Linked DNA regions of Zea mays: region 1 is linked to region 2. Evidence: chromatin contacts called from public Hi-C data. All regions are on one chromosome and are shown on one strand. Each heading gives the region's core, a stretch centred on a gene start, on an enhancer-like site or on the middle of the called end of the contact. The rest is flanking DNA. Distances are from core to core; before and after follow the strand shown. Region 1 holds the start of LOC100280875 (nitric oxide synthase interacting protein). Region 2 holds the start of LOC103639291.

Region 1 (6,546 bases), core at 2,650-5,149, 210 kb after region 2:
CAGCTTGCCACATGGATATGACACCCATGTGGGAATGAGAGGGGTCGATCTAACACCTGGGCAAAAGCAACGGATTGCCATTGCTAGGGTGGTTTTGAAGAATGCACCTATACTGTTGTTGGATGAGGCCAGCTCTGCAATCGAGTCTGAATCAAGTAGAGTGGTACAAGAAGCTCTCGACACTCTGGTTATGGGTAACAAGACAACGATTCTCATTGCGCACAGGGCAGCAATGATGAAGCATGTGGATAACATTGTTGTCCTAAATGGTGGTAGGATAGTTGAGCAGGGCACACATGACTCTCTGATGGATCAGAACGGTCTATATGTTAGGTTGATGCAACCCCATTTTGGCAAGGGCCTTCGCCAGCATCGGCTAGTGTAATTATTATTGAGCTTGTTAGGTGTAAATTATCCTAGGGCATGATCAGGTTTACTTCCGCTCTTGGTGCAGCCACTCAGGGCCCGTTTTGGCACATGAAAAATGCTGGGAAGTTGCCGCCTTGCTGGTGTTGTTCTGAGTAAGCGGAATGCAGACCTGATCTTGACAAAAAAAACCTAGCTTGGAGATTCAGGTAAGTAACTGTTGGAACTGTAGGGCACAACTCATTCTGGAAATAGTTAGCAAGTTTGGATGGCATTGTAATTGTTGTAATATGAGTTGAAACATTCTTTCAGAGGCTCGTGCTTGTGATCTCTCGCATCTGTAATGTTAGTGTTTTGATCATTTAATGTGTGTATATTGTTCGATTCTTGGTCGGTCCGAGTCTTGTAGCCGTGATGAAAAGCTTTTTACATGGAAATTCTGAGCTTGGCGTTATTTTCGTCCACGAGACCATTCAGACTACGAGTTGCAGATATTGAAAATTATAACCAATTTCTTTTTGTTTGCAATTGATTACGAGGCTCGAGCAGGCCACCTCGAGGCCAGCCAGCCTGATTCCTTCCAAAGAGGTTCCAAGCACGCGGTCACTTGAGTTTGTAACGCCAGTACATCACCCATCAACTTGTGCTCGAAGGTAATAAATCCATGAGTTGTCCATGCACAATCATTTATACTTGAATGAACTTTGTCAATTATCTATCATGGGCATGACAATTTGTTAGAAAAAATATGTTTTTTTTCTTGAATAAATTAATGGTAATTATATCACGTGTCAAAAATATTTTTCAATTGACACCAATAATATTAACTCAGAAATATTTTGCGTAAATCGAAAAAACTCAAATCTATCCTATCCTTATTTGGGTACCATATGCACATCTTTAGGCTTCTATTGAATCAAGAAATTGGATTGTACATCTTTTTGATTTTGATATCGATACATATAAGGTGTCCTACGGATAATGCAAATCGAAGCTATTTGATGTCTGACTCAGGCCTATATGTATATGACTGATGGATCGAAATACTCCAAGGCTCCACCTTTGTCATATATTCCATATATCACATTCGATAGATATTATATTCATGGAATACGATTCACTTTCAAGAGCTGGTTTGGTAGACATGTAAATAGAGAGAATCTATGAAGAGGAATCCTCTCATTATTTAAATTTCTCCCCCAATGGATCCCACCAAATCAGCCCCAAACCTTTCCACGAGAAACCTCTCATTCCTAAAGCCTAAAGTTGGAGGTAGCCTACCTGTCAAACAGGTCCACACGCTCTATCATGAGCTGCAACTCCGTAGCTGCTCAATGACAGAGATCTAAAACAAAAACTGAAACAGAGCTGTTCCAAACAAGCCCCAACATATATGCCAACACCAAGAGCAAGCGGATCATAGTTAGACAAGCTGGAGCTTAACAAATTTGCCACAATAAAAAGAAGCAAAGCTGCAAGATGCATGCATATCGGATAGATTAAGGGCCAGTTTGGTTCCTGACGCGCGGCGCCGCGCCTAAGCCGCGGCGGCCGAATCGGCCGCCACAGCTGCGGCAGCAAAAGTGTGGCGGGAGGTGGCAGTTTAGGCGTAATACCAAACAGCCCCTAAAAGACTGAAGATGAACTGTTCTGAATACAACGATTTTGATGCCATAAAACAAAATTCTCCAGGTTACATAATTTCATGACACCATGGTAAACAATACACAACATCAGCTATAATTATTCAAGGTTAGTAAGTTTTTGGTGCAGGCTTCACTAGCCCTAACCCAGAGCCACTACCCAAATACTTGAAATCTCTTGCCTCCAGGCGTTCATCATGTGCAGCAAACCCAGTTCCTCCTTTCTCCAATGGAACCAGATTCCTCTCCCTGAATGGTTTGCTGCACTCCAAGCAAGCTTTATCCTTCACTAGAAACTTGTCGGAACATTTCTTGCAGAAGACATGGCCACAGGTGCTCACCGCCACAAGGGACATGGTATTTGTGAGAGTGGACTTGCAACTAGGGCACATGTAGCTACAGGAGTTTCCTGCCTTGCTGCTCTTCTGATCAGCAGTTTCCTCTGTGAACGAGATAGGGAAGAGCGATTTCAACTTAAGCTTCTCCTGCCCCTCCGGGCAAACAGTGTCGGTGGAGGGCAAGTCTACCTTGACCGTAGCTTCAGGAGTAGCTGAAGGGAGCCAGAATGCCTTCATATTGCGAAGGGCTTCCTCTTCAAAAGAAGTGACCTTCACACTATTTGCTCCATGAAACCCATTCTTGTATTGGGAACCACTGCGATCATGGTACTGGGGAACAGCTCCATGATTCTGCTGATCAAAGGCATCCAACTCCTTAGCCTTCTGCAGAATTAGCTTCTCTTCCTCCTCTTCTTTCTCCTGCTTTTTCTGGGCCTCATGTGCTGCTAGCTTGCTGGAAGAACAAGGGTAATAGAAAAGCAGATAGTTTAAGACCAAATACAGAATTTTTTGTGTCTGTCACGAACAATATGAATTCTAGGTAAGGCAACTACAAGAGGCGTATTATTTTAATGACCAGTGGCTAATGAACATGGTTGCTGGTAAAATGTACTTTTAAGCAAACAAACATACATTTGCAGGCACAGTGAGTAATGGCAAGGGTCAAGTGTTTGATAATGAAACTACATACAAGACCACGAATCAAGACAGTACCGATCCAAGAAAGACAGACAATTTGATCCAAAATATAGGTACGACCTTGCAAAGCAAAATCGAACTCCAGGCGAGACCATGCTGGTCCAAAATTCATTGACACCCTTGGCGTTAGGAGGTGTTTGGTTCCCAACTCCTAAACTTTAGTGCCAGTCAATTTTACTCCCTAAATTGCCAAACAGTATGACTAATAAATGAGGTCTCCCGCATAGATACTCTACTGACTAAAATTTAGTCTCTAAAGCTTAGAAGAGTGACTAAGGGAACCAAACACCCCTAATATCCGCAGAAAAATCATCAGCCGCCTGAGCCTTACAGCACTGATATACTAGCCTGACGATTCTTCCCACAAATACTGTGAAAGTCTGCAGCCTTCTCTCCTCCCTGCCATCGCGCACCCTACTCTACTCCCCCAATAGCCCAACCAACCACCCCCTAAAGAAAGTACGCAATTAACAAGACAGAGAAGTAAAGAGCGTGAACTGTTGCCGCCTACCGCTTGATGTCCTTCTTCTGGGAGAGGAGGCACTCGAGGATGCACTCCTTACAGAATGTGTGGCCCTTGGGGCAGCAGAGCGGGCCGATGAGCGGCTTGAGGCAGAGGCAGCAGGCGTCGAAGGGCTTGATGGAGTCCTTTCCCAGGCGCTCCCGCTGCGTGCCGTACCCGAGCTTCCGCTTCTCCTCGTACGTGAAGAAGGCGAGGTCGTTGTTGTTTTTCGAATGCCGCTGCGGCATCTTCGCTCGTGCCTCGAATCGTCTTAGCCCGAGAGATGCGGGGAGATCGGCAGGCGGAGGAAGGTATTCGCTCGCTTGGAACCCTAGATTTGTTTGACGCGGGGAAGGCAAAGCGGCGACGCAGGAAGATGATCCTGGATTAATATAGTGACGGGTTGGGCCGAGCGGGATTGACCGTAGGCTGATGATGTTTTCGGAGTAATGGATAAAATACCAGAAGAACAAATTCTGTATTGCTACGATTTCTATTATTTGATGTATAGACTTTGGTTTAATAAAACATAAAAATATGCGTTCTATTTGTTAGCTAGGTATGAATACAGAGCCAACAATTAAAATTTGAATCTTCCGCATAATTTTAACTTATTTTTGCATACAGTAGGAAAGGGTACTACGATTGTGAAAACTGGTGCTTTATATAGTTGATTGATGAAAAGAGATGGTCTTTTTACAAATAGTCAGGGGAGTGAAATGATTGGTTTGAAATATAATATTTTTAAAAAATCCTCTTGACTTTATTTATGCATTAGTCTACACAGTTTACATCAATAGATTGGTTTGCGTGTAATATGTTCCTAACTCTACTTTGTCTAATTTTATATATTTTGAACTCTAATTTATCTATAATATCGTTTAATGGTGATAATAGTTTGACTTTAACTTAATAGTTTTAGATCCGGTTCTAAAGATTCTTTCACCCAATAAACATACCACATAAATCCGCAAGTCAAAACTCGAAAGTCAAGTCAAGTCAGATGCAGATGGTTAAGTTTGATTGTTTCTTTTATCTTATAAAAAGGAGGTTTAATTTGTCATAATTAGAAAAAGGGTATGATCATGTCAAAAACGATCTTTCGAAATAAATTATCAATTGTTCATACAGAGCATTTGCAATTGGTAACAAAATAGTGGTTTGCAAGAAAAGGATGTCTATTCGAAATTATCGAAATATCAACGACGACAGCACAATTTCACTTGCCCGACACTCAAGTAGAGACGGGCATGCACGCATGCAATTCCACTCCACGCCCGCTTCTACAGCTTTAGTCGTTGTCGATGAACCAAACAAATCTATCTTGAACTCGCACAAACTAGTAGCATTATTGTTGACTTTGCAGAGCACGTTGGTTCTGAATAATGTCGCTTAAACTAGACTCCTACTGGATTGCAGTGCTACTGGGTCCAACCAAATGAAGCTTAGCTACACTTGGAGAGTTGATGTCAGTTGCATTTCTCTTTTTTAGCCTATCTTATAGGTATATATTTTCTACGGGAAGTGAGCATGTTTGACTTGGAAAGCAACAGATGTTTACTAGGCTAGGATTAGCTGACTTCAATGCAGCTTAGTCTAGAAGGTCAACATGAACATTATGTTGTGTTATATATACTATATGCTATTGGAATGACATGCTATATGTGTCGTGATAGAAAACATTGCTCAAAAAATCAAAGCAAAAGTACTATATATGTGAGATAGCGAGCTAGCTTCACATTGGCGTAGTAGTTAGCAAGCTGACATGACTTGGAAATAATGGTAGCTTCTCTAGTATACTGGTGGGATCCATAAATGAAATCGTCGCAATTAAAATCTTCCATCTATGTAACCTGATAGCATGTGGATCTGGTGCGAATCAAGGCCCTACCCTCCTAGGTTTGTGGTGGCTCTGTATCTTGTACTGTTTACTATGATTACTTCAGCTCTCTCTCTCTCTCTTCTTTCATTTGGCTTTTATAAGGAATTTTTGGATTTGAGTTCTTAGGGACTTTTAGGTTGAATTAAATGGTGCAAGAACATATGAGAATTATTTTCACCAATGTTCGATTCCTAGAGTTTTCTTGATCTTTTGTAGCTTGAATTTTGTGAACACCTTGAATACGAGAAGATGTGCGTGCAAAATTTCACCTTACTCTAAGTTCATTTAGTCGATTTTTAGCTTTCTCTCATATGTTTTGAACAGTTGAAAACTGCATACATATTAAAGTTTACAAGTGGGTTATTTACCTTTTTAAACTTTTTGGTTGAACTTATTAATGTGTCCACTCTAACATAGTATCGAAGCTAGGTCTTGAGTTCGAGTCTTACCAAAGGTGAGTGGAGGGTGTTGTAGTGTGTCTAACCCGAATACTAATATGTGTTTCTATTGTATGGTTTGTTCCGTTGTATTTCTTATATTGTTTCGAACATATCTCATCACTAATTGATATGTATGTGTTTTTTGTTGGTGTTAGTAATTTATGTTTAGAGTAAAGTTAGCTGGGATTGAAACCATTATCGTTTTAAAAAAAATATTAGCTTCTATTTTTCCGTTAGTCGTCTAATTCAATGTAAGAAGATATAGCTATGATAACGAACTTGTGATACAAAAACGAAAGAGATATATCATTCAATTCCAATGATTGTCAGATAGCTGTGTCTGCAGAGCCACAACACAGAGATTCCTCATCAATCAGCATCGTCTTCCATGCTTCTGCACTGCAATTAGGCCAAAGGCGACTGTCCTTTTTTGCTAGGGGTGAAAACGGGTCGGGTATACCCGCTGGTACTGGATACGGATAGTGCAAATACACGTTTTTTCGGATACAGATCAGATATTTTTATATTAGGGCGGATACAATTAATACCCGGATTGTGCAGCTTCAGATTCGGGTCTTATACGGAGCAAGGACTACCGGTAAATACTTTGAAATTTTACGAAGGCATAACATATGTCCATATATAACCATAAAAATATTTTGATCATGAGATCTAT
Region 2 (7,374 bases), core at 2,545-5,044:
TATGGGTCAATCTAGTTACAGATGGCCCTCCAGCGACTGCTTTGGGGTTCAACCCGCCAGATAAAGATATCATGAAGAAACCTCCTCGAAGAAGTGATGACTCGTTGATCACTCCTTGGATCCTGTTTCGCTATATGGTATGTTTTCCAGTTGATCATTTGATTAGTTGGTGGATTTCAGATCAATATGGTGCGCTCTTGTTTTTCCTGTCCAATGAAGCTGGGTAGCATTTAAAACTTAGATGCTTTTGAACGAGTTATCATAATGTAAACCTTGTAAACCTGTAAGGGTTATCATAATGTAACTAAGTTTCATGAAGATCTTGAGGTAGATTGAACATGGCCACTAATTTACCAAAGTATTCTTGGATGTAACTAAGGGTTAAGTTTCTCTTCTGATAAATTAATTGTGTGAACAGCATTGGTGTTTAAACATCCACCACTTAGATACGATATATCCCTCTTTGTTGCCTGAAAGTGTCTAGTAACAAGAAGAAACATAAAATGCAGCAAGCATTAGACTTGCATGTTTGAATAATCATGTAAGTAGATATATTTCTGTCAAATCTGATCTGTAACTAAAGTGTATAGGTATATATCTGATAAAAAATGAAGCATGAATAGGTTATAGAGAATTATATTTCATGTAAATCTTTTGAATAGCCTTGTGGATTTTGATGCCACCTTATTTTTCTAGTTGGCCCATGCAACCACATGAAAGTATGAAACAGGCTGTGCCGCTTTTTACTAACTAGAGATCCATGTTCTTGCATGTGTAGGTTATTGGCCTTTATGTTGGGGTTGCAACAGTGGGAATCTTCATCATCTGGTACACGCATGACAGTTTCCTGGGAATTGACCTGGCTAGTGATGGTCATACACTTGTATCGTACTCCCAGCTCTCAAACTGGGACAAGTGCTCCTCATGGGAGGGCTTCAAGGTGTCACCATTCACCGCAGGAGCGAGGACATTCAGCTTCGATGCAAATCCATGCGATTACTTCCAGGGTGGCAAGATTAAAGCAACGACCCTCTCCCTGTCAGTCTTGGTGGCCATTGAGATGTTCAACTCACTGAATGCCCTGTCAGAGGACGGCAGCCTTGTGAGCATGCCACCATGGGTTAATCCGTGGCTTCTTCTGGCCATGTCGGTTTCTTTCGGGCTGCATTTCTTGATCCTCTACGTGCCTTTCCTCGCTCAAGTGTTTGGGATCGTGCCCCTCAGTTTGAACGAATGGCTCTTGGTGGTGGCAGTGGCCTTCCCCGTTGTGCTGATCGACGAGGTTCTCAAATTTGTGGGGCGGTGCCTGACAGCGCGTGCCCGGAAACAATCAGGGAAGAGGAAGGCAGAGTAGATGCTAGTGATCATCGGTATTTAGAATCTGTAGTGCCACGGGGAATCGATATTCAATGTGACACCCCCATTGTTTTTGAGCTGCTAAGGGCTCTCGATCCTTTCAGAGTGTTTTAGGTTGGGAATATGACCGTGCATGACAGGCTAGGATACTCTATAGAATTGGTAAGCATATCGCGTTGAACAACACTGCCTTTTGTTTTTCGTTGTAACAAATGCTGGTACTGTGAACATGCTGGAGATACAACAATGGTTACCTGACGTTTTTTTCTCTCTGACGATGAGCAGCTATACATGCTACTGACCTACTGTTATGTTGCGAATCTTCTGTCTTCTGACATGTTGCTCAGTAATACGTTTTTTTGCACTTGTATGTGCGGTTATGTTCTCTTGTGAGAGATTCCTCTTGTACAGATGATGATCCGCATCATTGTGATGTACATTGGTGCTTCTACATATGCTATATGCATTGTTGAAGGAGTAGACATCGGACTTGTCCGTCAGCATCTGCCGCCGGAAGTAGTCCTGGTCGAGGTACCCGAAGCTGCCCGGCGGTGCTGACGTGCGTCTTGTCCAGCTCCGGTCCGGTCTTGGACAGCCCGAAGTCGGCGGAGAACCTATCATGTGGTATTGTGCTCACATGTCCAATTTAAATTTAGGGTTTAGGTTTAGGTTTTGCAGTTTGATACCTGAAAGGCGGAAGAGTTCTTGCCAAATATGGCTGGTGAAGATACGGTCTCTATCTGATACCAGAGCGTGAGGTCCACGAAGTTTGTATACGTTTGCCATGAAGTCTTGAGGCACTTTAACGGCGTGTTTGGTTTGCAGGTTGGACTGCTTTCGGAGTCATCTGGACCTACGTCCGAGCCTACATTATCGTTTGGTTTGAATTGCGGAACGATGTCGTCCGTCACTGCGTTGTTCTAATAATATACTAACACTTGGAATCAGCTCACTCCGCAAGAAAGTGCAAGACCGCTCCATCCGGAGCCAGGCCACGATGGATGAGCCAAACCATCAAACCAAACATGCTATAAGTGTAGTGAATGGATGAAGCAAGCCGATGAAATGGGCATACTTACTGAACGTATCAACCACCACAAGGATACAGTTAGTTGTACCCAGGGCCGTTCCTGACTTTTCAGGGGCCCAGTACGAAATCCAATATGGACCCATCCACAAAAATATATATAATTATATATATAGTATCAAATATTTGACGTACAAAAATTATTATGTACTGTTTTGATGTTTATAAGATAACAAATGTAAAATATAGCAAAAAAACACGTACTTGTTATCTGATATAATTAAAAATATCTTATAACATTTTATGATACAAAGTTATCGCTTATATCATTGAGATCAATCTCATCCAACAATTTTTTTCGATATATAGAATGCCAAGCCATTTAACATCTCTTGAGTTATTGTTGACCATAAATAGTTCACAAAAATATTTCAATTTTAAAAAACTTCTCTCTGCCGATGCAACCATCATGTGTATAGTAAACAATACTCTCTCTATATCACAATAGAATTCGTTTTGCTTCTTTAGTGGATTCATCATCATTTAGTTGAATATAAACATAAAATCAAGAGCTAAAACAAATACTATTTTGAAACGAATGGAGTAAGGATGGAGTATTCGATAAGTAATTGAGACATGAGTTTAACAATCTAAATGAGACTGGTCGATAGCGCATTGCTCTTTGTGTATTTGTATCTAGAATAGATAGGTTTAATAGAAAAAAGTGCTAATGTCCAATGGTTAGGGGCCCCTCTGTTTTTGGGGGCCCGGTGCGGCCGCACCCTCTGCAACCCCTCAGGGCCGGCCCTGGTTGCACCGGATCGGGGCAACCCTTCAATGAAGTTCAGCTAGACCACTTGCCAGGCTTGGTTGGGTATAGGCAATATCTGGAGTAACCTAGGATTTGAGATGGCAACGAGTAAAATCTCGCTGGATATTACTTGTCTAAACACATATACATAAAGAAAAAACATGTATATTAAAAAAAATCCATACTCATAACAGGTATAAAATTTTGCCCAAGCCTATGTCCATACGAGTTTCGGGTGTCCAACGAGTTTTCCATACCCACTAACATCAGCATAAAAAATAACTCATCATGTAAATGATAGTCAATATATTAATTAGTTAGGATAAAAAATAAGTGATAACTAATTTTAGCTTAACTTTGTTATATGAAGTTTATTTCACTTAGAACATATTCAATTAATAATATTATGAGACATATTTGTAAATGTTGATTTTAAGGTTGATTTTAAAAACCCATGGGTTTGCGGGTATGCGTAGTGGAAGAATAAACTTATGCTCACGTAATCGTTAGGTTGCTATTTGAACCCATTAACAAATTTATGGTAGAGAAATTTATCTAAACCTATATTCTAATAGAGCAAAAATTTATTGGATCTGGGTAGCGGGTACCCACTGGCCATTGCTATCACCAAATTTTTCGCGGGCGCACGCATTCCTAGGCCGCACCGCGCCACCGGGACGGGAAGAGCGTCCCCTGCACCGGCCATTTGCTCCGCTCGCGTCCCCGCCTCCTGCGCACGAGACGCTCTCCGCTTTTTTTTTATCGACGAGTTTGAGACAGACCAAAGAGGCGGAAGAAGCGGGGAAGCCGACGGGCAACGACCGGGGCGTGAGGCGATGTCGTGGCTCCGCAGCGCGGTGCACCGCGCCGTGGAGGCGAGCGGGGGTCACAGCTCCCTCCTTACCCGCACCGTCCGCACCTCCCTTGACACCGTCGTCCACCATGCCGGCCAGGCTGTCGCGGGCGGCGCCAGGCTCATCACCGTACGGACAACCCCCTAGCTCCGCTCTCATCAACGGGCGCCGCCTTGTCCATACATTCGCGGCGATCGTTCGTGACTAGGGTTTGCGCTTGTTCTCTCGCAGGGGAGCCGGAGTTACAAGAGCGCGAAGGTGGCAGCGAAGAGGCTGGAAGAGGAGGCGCTCTCCTGCAAAGGGGACGAACGGGTGCAGCTGCTGCGCCGGTGGCTCGTCGCGCTCAAGGAGACCCAGCGCGCGACCACGGCGGTCCGGGAGCCGCAATTTGGGGACAATCCGGACCAGACTGCGCCCCTGCTGGTCAGCATCCCTCCCTGGCTACTCGCTTGGTTTGCAGAATTTTTTGGATTGCATTACGATCCCGACTCATTAGGCGCCGAACTACCTGTGCTCGCGGGAGTTGCAGGATTTGTACATCGATTACGACAGCGGTGCGGAGCCGATGAACTTTTTCCATGTCTTCCTCTACAGTCAAGCCCTCGAGTGTGTTGTTCTCTCCTTGGTGAGTTGGATTTGTGGCTGTTCAATTTGGTGTTGCAATGGTCTCGTTGTCGTTGCCACCATGTAGCCATGTAGGTACCATTGTTTGGTAATTTCAAAATTTTGACTCGTCTTCTATGATCAGATTAGGGAAGCCCCAACTGAGGAAGAAGTTCCACTGGTCTCAGAAGTTTTTGGGCAAGTTATTCGACCATTTGATGTCTTGTTACTTTGTTCTTGAATTTTTTTGTTCATATATGATCGTGTCTGGTTCTCACATAACAAGTCTCGAGTCCAGTGTACAAAAAATGTGCCATGTATTACTGTATACATGACAAGTTCATTATCTTTTGATTGTCTTTACAGATGCCTGCCCCCTGTACTACATTTAGAACGTTAATATGAGTTATAAACCCCTTTGAATTTTTCCATGTCACCTCTATTCAAGCAACATATAATGCTATGATTCTTCATTACAGAATGTGCCTTTCGGGAGGGAAGGATGTGCACAATGCACTCTTAAGTAGTGTAAAGGACCTGGCAAGGTTATTCTCAAGTTATAGTGACGAAGTGTTGGTATGAATTTTCTTTTTTGTTTTACCAGTTCTCAGTATTAAACCATGTACTCATGTATATGAGTTATTTGATCGTCTAGCTATCTTCATAAATCATGTAAAATGTACTTTCTACCTGGTGTTATTAGATGGCAGCAAAAGCATAAAATGCATCAACTGTAATGTTGGCTTCTATGTTCTTTTCCAGGCAAAACGTGACGAGCTGCTTCAGTTTGCTCAGGGTGCGATCTCAGGGCTAAAGATAAATGCTGACATTGCAAGGTTCTGTCTTTTCTGTTGGGCAGTTGAAGGTGTTTGTAGTTCCATTTTTGCGTGTCCATCTTTACATGCTTTAAAAATTAAAGCCTCTTTTTTCTTGATTCCAGATTAGATAATGAAATTACTCAGTTGCAACAGCAGATAAATTCAATGGATGCGCTCCATGCTACATCAATCGTCAATCAGAATAAAAAAGCTCAAACAGCCACTGAGGTAGCCCTTTAAAGTTATTCAGCCTGTACAACTGTGGGTTATCCTTTCCTTCAATAGATGAAAGGGAGCACTGACACACAATCTATTTATAATATTGATTTGTTTCTCCTAGATGTAGGGGTGGTAATGGGATCTAAACTTTATAAATATAAAATTTAAGGATCAAATCAGATTAGGATCATGCTCTATTTCTATTCATTTTTTAATTAAAATTTATTAATAGCCCTAATTTATTGTGAAGGATCATTTGGATCATGATCCATTACCACCCCTACCTCGATGCGAACTAAATAGTATGGTTATGAAATACTCTGCCTCTGATTGTGAAAAATTAATATTTGCGAACTAATCTTTGTGCAAGTGCACGGAACATTTGTGAAGTGTACATTAGTTTTTTTTCCTGTTTCTAAGTACATACATGTTATGTTAGGAAGAAAAAAAATGTTTCAACTGTTATATAGGATTTTAATCATTGTTTATTTCATTTTTGAAATATACCATGTTTTCCTTTTTAAATGTGCATTCAGAAACCCTTTTTTTCATGTCTACTCCTTGCATGCTGTCTTTAGGTATCAGTAATTTACTGAGGTTTTATTTCCCCAACATATTCCAGTATGGTTCAACTTACTACATCATTATTAATATAGTTAGCATAAGAAGATTCAATGTATTTATGATACTATCTGTAGGGTTTCAGAAAGGCAGTTTCTGAAGTTCGGCTTTGCTCTAGAATGGAAGAACTTCTATTGAAGAAGAAATCAATACACCCCGGTGATTCATTGGAGACTCATTTTGAGAAGGTCTGATGCTCCTGTAATTTCTAAATTAATTTCACTTCTATTTTTGCTGCATACTTCTTTACTCTAGAGCGGAAGAATCTAAAGCTTTTTAAAAAAAACATGGCAGGAGGTCTGCCTCTCAAATAAGATAGGAGCAAGAGTTTATGTACATAAAGGACAAGGGCCTGAGAGCCCCATTGCGCACACACCAAACGCTTTTTTCCTCCACTAGGCGATAGCCAGTTTAAGGGGGACTAAGTGAAATTATTAAGCCAACACTCTCACAGTGCAACTGGTCAGCCGGATACGCCAAAGAAGCGGTCTGCTGGGCCAGCCCGGGTTCGAGTCGCGGCATCAACTGCTTAAGTGAAAAAGTCAGGGGGACGTCTCTCCCCTTGGTTGAAAAAAAAGTGAAATTATTAAGCACCCTTCCATGTAGATCAGTGTCTTCTTTGGTTCTGGAGGCCACCTGGCTTGCGTCCATGGAGCTGTTTTGGAAGATCCTCCTTTTCTTTCCTTCCAAATGTTTCAATACGTGTAGATTACCACCCCCATTGAAGTGTTGTCGCCTTTTCCTTGGGATTTTGGCAGACTTTTATTCCCACCATGCACTAATTTCAGCTGGTTGGGTCTGCAGGCGTATGAGGTAGGCATCATAATGCTCCCAAGTTAAGACGAGGTTCCAGATCTCTTTAGCGAAGGGGTACAACAAGCTCAGATAGAGGCCAGATTCTAAAGGACCGTCACACATGACAAAGTGGTCCTGGTGTGGCCAATTCTTTAGTTGCAGGTTATCCGCTGTTAGGAACTTAGGATTTTATTTTCTATGAGAATCCAAGCAAAGAGCTTGCATTTGTTCTCCAAGTGCGCTTTCCATATAAGTTCTGGCCGGAACATC

Evidence for each region. Hi-C and Micro-C count contacts between places; a contact is called where the count stands out from the background.
Region 1: a contact with region 2 is called in a Hi-C map of leaf, with 2.2 times the contacts expected there. The contact joins the promoter of LOC100280875 here to the promoter of LOC103639291 in region 2. A contact is called at or near these places in 2 of 25 Hi-C or Micro-C datasets (ear and leaf).

Annotation. Positions count from the first base shown.
Region 1 is chr9:145,061,865-145,068,410 of Zm-B73-REFERENCE-NAM-5.0, forward strand. LOC100280875 (nitric oxide synthase interacting protein) reads right to left here and starts at 3,900. Exons shown (of 2, transcript NM_001153795.1): 1 at 3,558-3,900; 2 at 2,018-2,801. The coding sequence starts at 3,796. The coding sequence ends at 2,120. It overlaps LOC100382746, which reads left to right. Exons shown (of 12, transcript XM_035962704.1): 12 at 1-820. The coding sequence ends at 385.
Region 2 is chr9:144,854,176-144,861,549 of Zm-B73-REFERENCE-NAM-5.0, forward strand. It overlaps LOC103639291, which reads left to right and starts at 3,795. Exons shown (of 18, transcript XM_020544166.3): 1 at 3,795-4,177; 2 at 4,280-4,471; 3 at 4,578-4,673; 4 at 4,797-4,849; 5 at 5,131-5,227; 6 at 5,414-5,487; 7 at 5,592-5,697; 8 at 6,387-6,497. The coding sequence starts at 4,031. LOC103639290 (calcium-transporting ATPase 4, endoplasmic reticulum-type) reads left to right here. Exons shown (of 8, transcript XM_008662050.4): 7 at 1-137; 8 at 779-1,632. The coding sequence ends at 1,354.